Regions from separate parts of the Rattus norvegicus genome. Here region 2 is linked to region 1. The links are chromatin contacts, called in public Hi-C maps. All regions are on one chromosome and are shown on one strand. The core of a region is the stretch at or near the end of the contact, and the rest is flanking DNA. Distances in the headings are between cores, read along the strand shown. Region 1 holds the start of Fn1 (fibronectin 1). Region 2 has its middle 210 kb from the start of Mreg.

The links. Hi-C and Micro-C count contacts between places; a contact is called where the count stands out from the background.
Region 2: a Hi-C map of the A7r5 cell line shows a contact between it and region 1, with 2.4 times the contacts expected there. The contact joins the enhancer-like site here to the promoter of Fn1 in region 1. A contact is called at or near these places in 2 of 12 Hi-C or Micro-C datasets (the A7r5 cell line and hepatocytes).

What each region holds. Positions count from the first base shown.
Region 1 is chr9:80,712,694-80,715,471 of GRCr8, reverse strand. Fn1 (fibronectin 1) reads left to right here and starts at 1,335. Exons shown (of 46, transcript NM_019143.2): 1 at 1,335-1,694. The coding sequence starts at 1,544.
Region 2 is chr9:81,077,451-81,080,228 of GRCr8, reverse strand. No RefSeq gene overlaps it. Among named protein-coding and RNA genes, the nearest start is that of Mreg, 210 kb to the left of the region's middle. Within about 2 kb of position 1,423, at least 28 of the 93 cell types and tissues checked have an H3K27ac peak or open chromatin away from gene starts, as enhancers often do. A contact at or near this core is called in the A7r5 cell line, where this site is marked.

The DNA of each region.
Region 1 (2,778 bases), core at 86-2,585:
AAAAAAAAAAAGACCAACGTGTTAGAGCTGTGAGCTTCAGGGGGACGTCTCCTATCCCCGCTCCAATCTCAGTAGTGTAGAAAGTCCGGAGAATTTCCGGAGACTTTTCAGTGGAACTTTATACATTCTTGGAGCAGATAACAATTGAAATCTAAAAAATCTGGCGGCGAGGGAGGGGGTGGATAGTGGAATTCTGCCATGACTGTGAAATCTGAAAAAAAATAAACGCCCAGATACATGCAAGGGAATTCCGGGGAAGGCTGGAGGAAGGCAAGACATAGTCTTTGTACCCATCCCCACCCCAGCTCTCTTTCAGAGGCCACCTAGGTCTCTGCTTTGAGTGCAAATGGCCCAGTGAACGTGGCGTGGACCTAAAGCTACCCGCTCTCCCCAACTTCATCAGCCAGTTCAAATTTCCCCCCTCTCAAGCTGTTCACCACAGGCCTTCTAAAAGAAACGGGCACCCCAATCCCAGGAAAGGAAAACTTTGTTTCATGACTTAGAAAGGAAACTTTCTGTTGCTTCATCTTTGCAGAGAGACTTGGTCTTGTGAGTTTGCCCGGAATCTTCAGGGCGCCGTGCACAACCCCGGGCTGTAGAAGCTCAGGGAAGGGGTCACCTTTGACACGCGCTCACCCTCTCCGGGGCTCTCCCTCGAAACCAAGCAGGTACTGCATGGAGAAACCGGGGTCTAAGCCTACCTAACACCGAATAGGCGGCGCCCGGGACCCAGGAAAAGCACCAGGAAGAGCCGCCCTGCCCCGGGGCTGCAAAAGTGAAGTCTGGATTCCTACAGGGACAAGGTAGTGGCCACTTAACGACTTTTTCCCTTCCCACAAAATACACCCCGGTGAGCACAGACTTTTCTCAGAGGTGACGCAATGTTCTCAAACACCACCACGGTCACCAATTTAAAAAAAAAAAAAAAAAGGAAAGAGACGAGGGGGTAAACCTGTCCCCTACCCCCAGGCTTCAGTCGGCTCCAGCCCCTCCCTCCCTTTCCTCCGAGTCTACTTCACTTTACAGCCGTTTCCCATCCCTACCCCCAATCCTCCTCCCAAAAGTTTGACGACCGCAAAGGAAACCAAAGGGGGGGGGGAAGTTCTCCAGTCCCAGACCTGGCGGGAGATCAGCATCTCTTTTGTTCGGGGCGAACCCACCGTACCCCGTGACGTCACCCGGACTCCGGGCCAATCGGCGCGCGGTCGGCCGCGGCTGCGGCGGCAGGAGGGGCGGGGGGAGTCGGACGGGACCCTCCTCCCCGGCGCGCAGGGCCTCGTGGGGGGGCGGGAAGGGACTGTCCCATATAAGCCTCTGCTCTTGGGGCTCAGCCGCTCGCACCCGCTGCACTGCACAGGGGAAGAAAAGGAGCCCAGGGTGTGAGCCGGGCCAGCGGCCACAACTTCTGGTCCTCTCCCGTGTCCTCCTTCCATCTTCTTACAGGCGTCCCCACCTCAGGACTTTTCCTGCAGGCTGCGAGGGGAACCACACTTCGTGGCCACTAGCCTCCTGGAGAGGGCGACTCTCCTCCCATCCACTCAAGATGCTCAGGGGTCCGGGACCCGGGCGGCTGCTGCTGCTAGCAGTCCTGTGCCTGGGGACATCGGTGCGCTGCACCGAAACCGGGAAGAGCAAGAGGCAGGCTCAGCAAATCGTGCAGCCTCCGTCCCCGGTGGCTGTCAGTCAGAGCAAGCGTGAGTACCGACAGTCTGGCTGAAACCGGCCGGCACCAGGGATGGGTTGGTCCTCGGCTCCCGCAGAAGTTGTGGCTAAAGTTTTGCGCGCGTGCGTGGCTGTGCGAACGTATGTGAGTGCGCGCTTTATTGAAGGAAACCAGCTGTGGACACAAAAGGGCTTATGTTTGAGCAGGCTGGTTGCGGGTACAGTGGAGGCAGGGACCATCTGTCCTTCCCGTCAAGTGCGCTAACAAATTCCACACCTTCAGTTCGCCCTTCCGGGAACCCAAACTTGTGAAAGAGAAAAGAAACATGAACTTAAAAATTTTACATCTGAGATTAGTGTAGTTCCCCGATCCTTATTTTCCTTATTAGTAAATAGTTGGTTAAATATTTAATAAATGGGGAGGAAGAAAAGTATCTAAATAGGTAGTTTCTTACCAACTGGAAAGAGATGTTGTTAGCTCAGTGCTTTGGGGGATACCTCAGGGCTCCCCCAAAAGGATTCTTCATTAAGAGCAGGGATATGCGTTTCTCTTCCAGATTTTCAGAGACCCACTCTTCCTTTAAAAGTTCTCCCTCCTTTTTTTTTTTTTTTCTCTCTTTTTCTTTTGGAGATGATCTCACACTGTAGCCAAAGCTAGCCTGATGTTCTCCAGGCTTGTGTTCAACTTGGAGCAATTCTCTTGCCTCAGCTTCTACAGAGCTGGGGTTTACTGGCATAGTCACCAGGACACCCAACTTAAAAGTTTCCTTTCTTGTCTTATTTGATGTTGTTGCTGTTAAGATTGAAGCCTTTCATGATTTAAAAGTATTTTCTACTTTTTTGCCTCTCAGAATGTTTCCATTCTGCTGATGTAGTTCCCCTGACCAGATGGACATGACGTCATTGTATAACTTTTAACCATGTTAAAAGATAAGAAAAAAAAAAAAAAACCCTAAACGTCCATCTGCATAGACAATGCTTAAATCTTTGACTAGCTAGCTCCCACATCAAAATTTTAGGGAAATATTGCTTTTTAAGAGTTTTTGTGTTTGTTCAGGCTCACCAAGTCAGTTGGCAAAATTCAGTAACTTTGTAGGGGAAAAAGGGGAGGAGGGA
Region 2 (2,778 bases), core at 174-2,673, 360 kb before region 1:
TAAAGCTGGGATGGGTCCTTGTGTCAGAGGAGGGAGGAGTTCATTGGTTTTGAGCTTTTCCTCAACTTGCCTTTTGGAGGAGCACTTGACATTCCCTCTTTCTCTCCGAATCCCTGATGCTTCGTCCGGGCTTTGTTTTCTAAGGGTATAATTTTTTGGATGAGACAAATGTCTTCATTTTGTACATTGTGGTTGGTTGACACTGAGTGGAAACGAGAGTGTAAATCATATACTCCAATTACGGGGCTGAAGACCAGGAAGTGCTTTGTAGTCATTAAGTGCTCTACCAATTTTTAAGGATAATGCATTTTTCATGTCAGTTTTATACCCCAAATTTATGTCAGTTAGCTACAAATATGCTTTGCTTTGAAATTCTCTGAGGCTTAGCCAGCGTTGATGAGACCTCAGAAGCTATAATAAAAGTCCAAAATGCCTTCACACAGCTTTCTTAATTCCCTGTGTCTGGCTTCCTCCGGATGCAGGTCCGTTGATGGCGCCCTGCACCTACCATGCCTTTCAGCGGAGGCGGTGCGCTGGCTGGAAACTATTTTGCTATAAGCAATAGAAGAACTCGAGAATGTCTCAAATAAATGAGAGTTGGTTTTTCCTCACATCATCAAAAGTCTGGAGGTTTTAATAGTTTTCTGATTGGCTCATTAGCTCAGGATTGCCAGGGTTGATGTTTCGGAGTCCCTTAGCTCGTCCCTCTTCCTCGCAAGCTGGTGTCTGCAGAAAAAACAGTGTAAACATTGGAACCTCCGCTCGAAGGAGAACGCGATGCCCGTGGTTTTTGTTTTTGTTATCATTCGATCTGTTTTTTGAAGACCATTTCATCCATTCCGTCCGTGTGTCTCTGTGTAGGTATGCACGTGCTGCAGTGGGCGCTCGGGGGTCAGACGACAACTTTCCCCAGTTGATTCTCTCCTTCCACTTCAGCTCTGGAGAGGGAGTGCAGCTTGCTGTGCTTGGCAGTTAGCACCCTTACCTACTGGGCCTTCTCGCCAGGCCCAGTGTTCTGGTTTTAAGAGAGGATCTTTATCCCTCCCACTGAGGAGTAGGATTTCAACCCCTCACCCCTTCGACCCTGAGCATGCCTTCGTGACTGCGTCAATCAATAGGACGGGACAGAAGTAAACAGCGTGTCACCCTTCAGGCTAGATCGTGAACTGCCAAGCTGTTTCCGGAATGTCTTGGGATGCACATCCTTTCTGGGGGGGCTCCTATTGGGTGTCCCCCCTGAAAGTCTCTTGGGGTTTTCCTTTCAAAGTCCACACCAGCCACCCACGAGAGAGACGGAGAGGCTTCTAAAAGAGTCTTTAAAAAGGAAGACATCTGTGGAGTTCAGGAGCATGAGTCAGCACTGTGGATAATGGCTGCGTATTAAGGGCTCAGCGGAGCCTGCTGTCCACACAGTGCACAGCAAGACGTTCTTAGCCCGGTGTTTACTCTCAGACTGTACATGTTTTTTCAATCAGCCAGAGAGGCTCAGCTCTCTCCGAGGCTGCATTTTGCTTTCCAGAAGACAGCTGGGCCTTCTCAGGGAGCATGCAGGCAAAGCCACGTGCTCTTTTTCCTGTGGCATTCTTCCCAACAGAAGAATGGGTTGGCAGCCTCACGCTTTCTCACGGCCGAGAGTCCATTTTATAATGTCCTGCTATCTAGATATCGTTATTAAGCATTCTCGAACCCCAAAAGACCACCAAGGAGCCAATTCTGATGCAACTGAACTAGGGTCTTTTTATTTAAGGTTGAGCTTGGGCCGCACTGCCATCTCTGATGCAGCAGGACGGGAGGGCGAAGCCCCGAGCTTTGAGTGGGACAAGATTTTACAGGAAATGGGAAGCAAGCAAGGGGGTTTCTAGCCTGGCACACATCTGAAGGGGGGTGGCTATTACAGAATTTTGTTGCTCTTTAAAATAATTGGCTGGTGTTGGGAGCCAAACCATAAACTTTATTTCTGCTTTCCTCCTGATTGGTGGTTGTTAGGAAGAGAAGTGCCGGTGGTGGGCTTATAACCTAGAGGCACAGGTTTGTTGGGGAGTAACCTGGAAACTGGTGCTAGAGAGTTCAACCTTAGGTCAGGTTCTCTAGGATGGAGTCTGAACCCAGGATCTGTTTTCTCAATATCTAGTATGTCTTTCGTGTGTGTGTGTGTGTGTTTATAGATGTATATATGTGTGTATATATGTTCATATATGTGTGTATGCATGCATATGTGTGTTTATATGTGTATGTGTTTATATATGTATATGTGTGTATATATGTTCATATATGTGTGTATGTGTGCATATGTGTGTTTATATGTGTTTATATATGTATATGTGTGTATATATGTTCATATATGTGTGTATGCATGCATATGTGTGTTTATATGTGTTTATATATGTATATGTGTGTATATATGTTCATATATGTGTGTATGCATGCATATGTGTGTTTATATATGTATATGTGTATATATGTTCATATATGTGTGTATGTGTGCATATGTGTGTTTATATGTGTATGTGTTTATATATGTATATATGTGTGTATATATGTTCATATATGTGTATATGTGTGCATATGTGTGTTTATATGTGTATGTGTTTATATATGTATATATGTGTGTATATATATTCATATATGTGTGTATGTGTGCATATGTGTGTTTATATGTGTGTGTGTTATCAATGCCCTTCTTTCTCTTTTGCAATACACAATTTTCTCTTGAAAACATTAGCTCTCCTTCAGCAGCTACTAGTCATCATTTGACTTCTTTCTTCATTTTGGCCATTT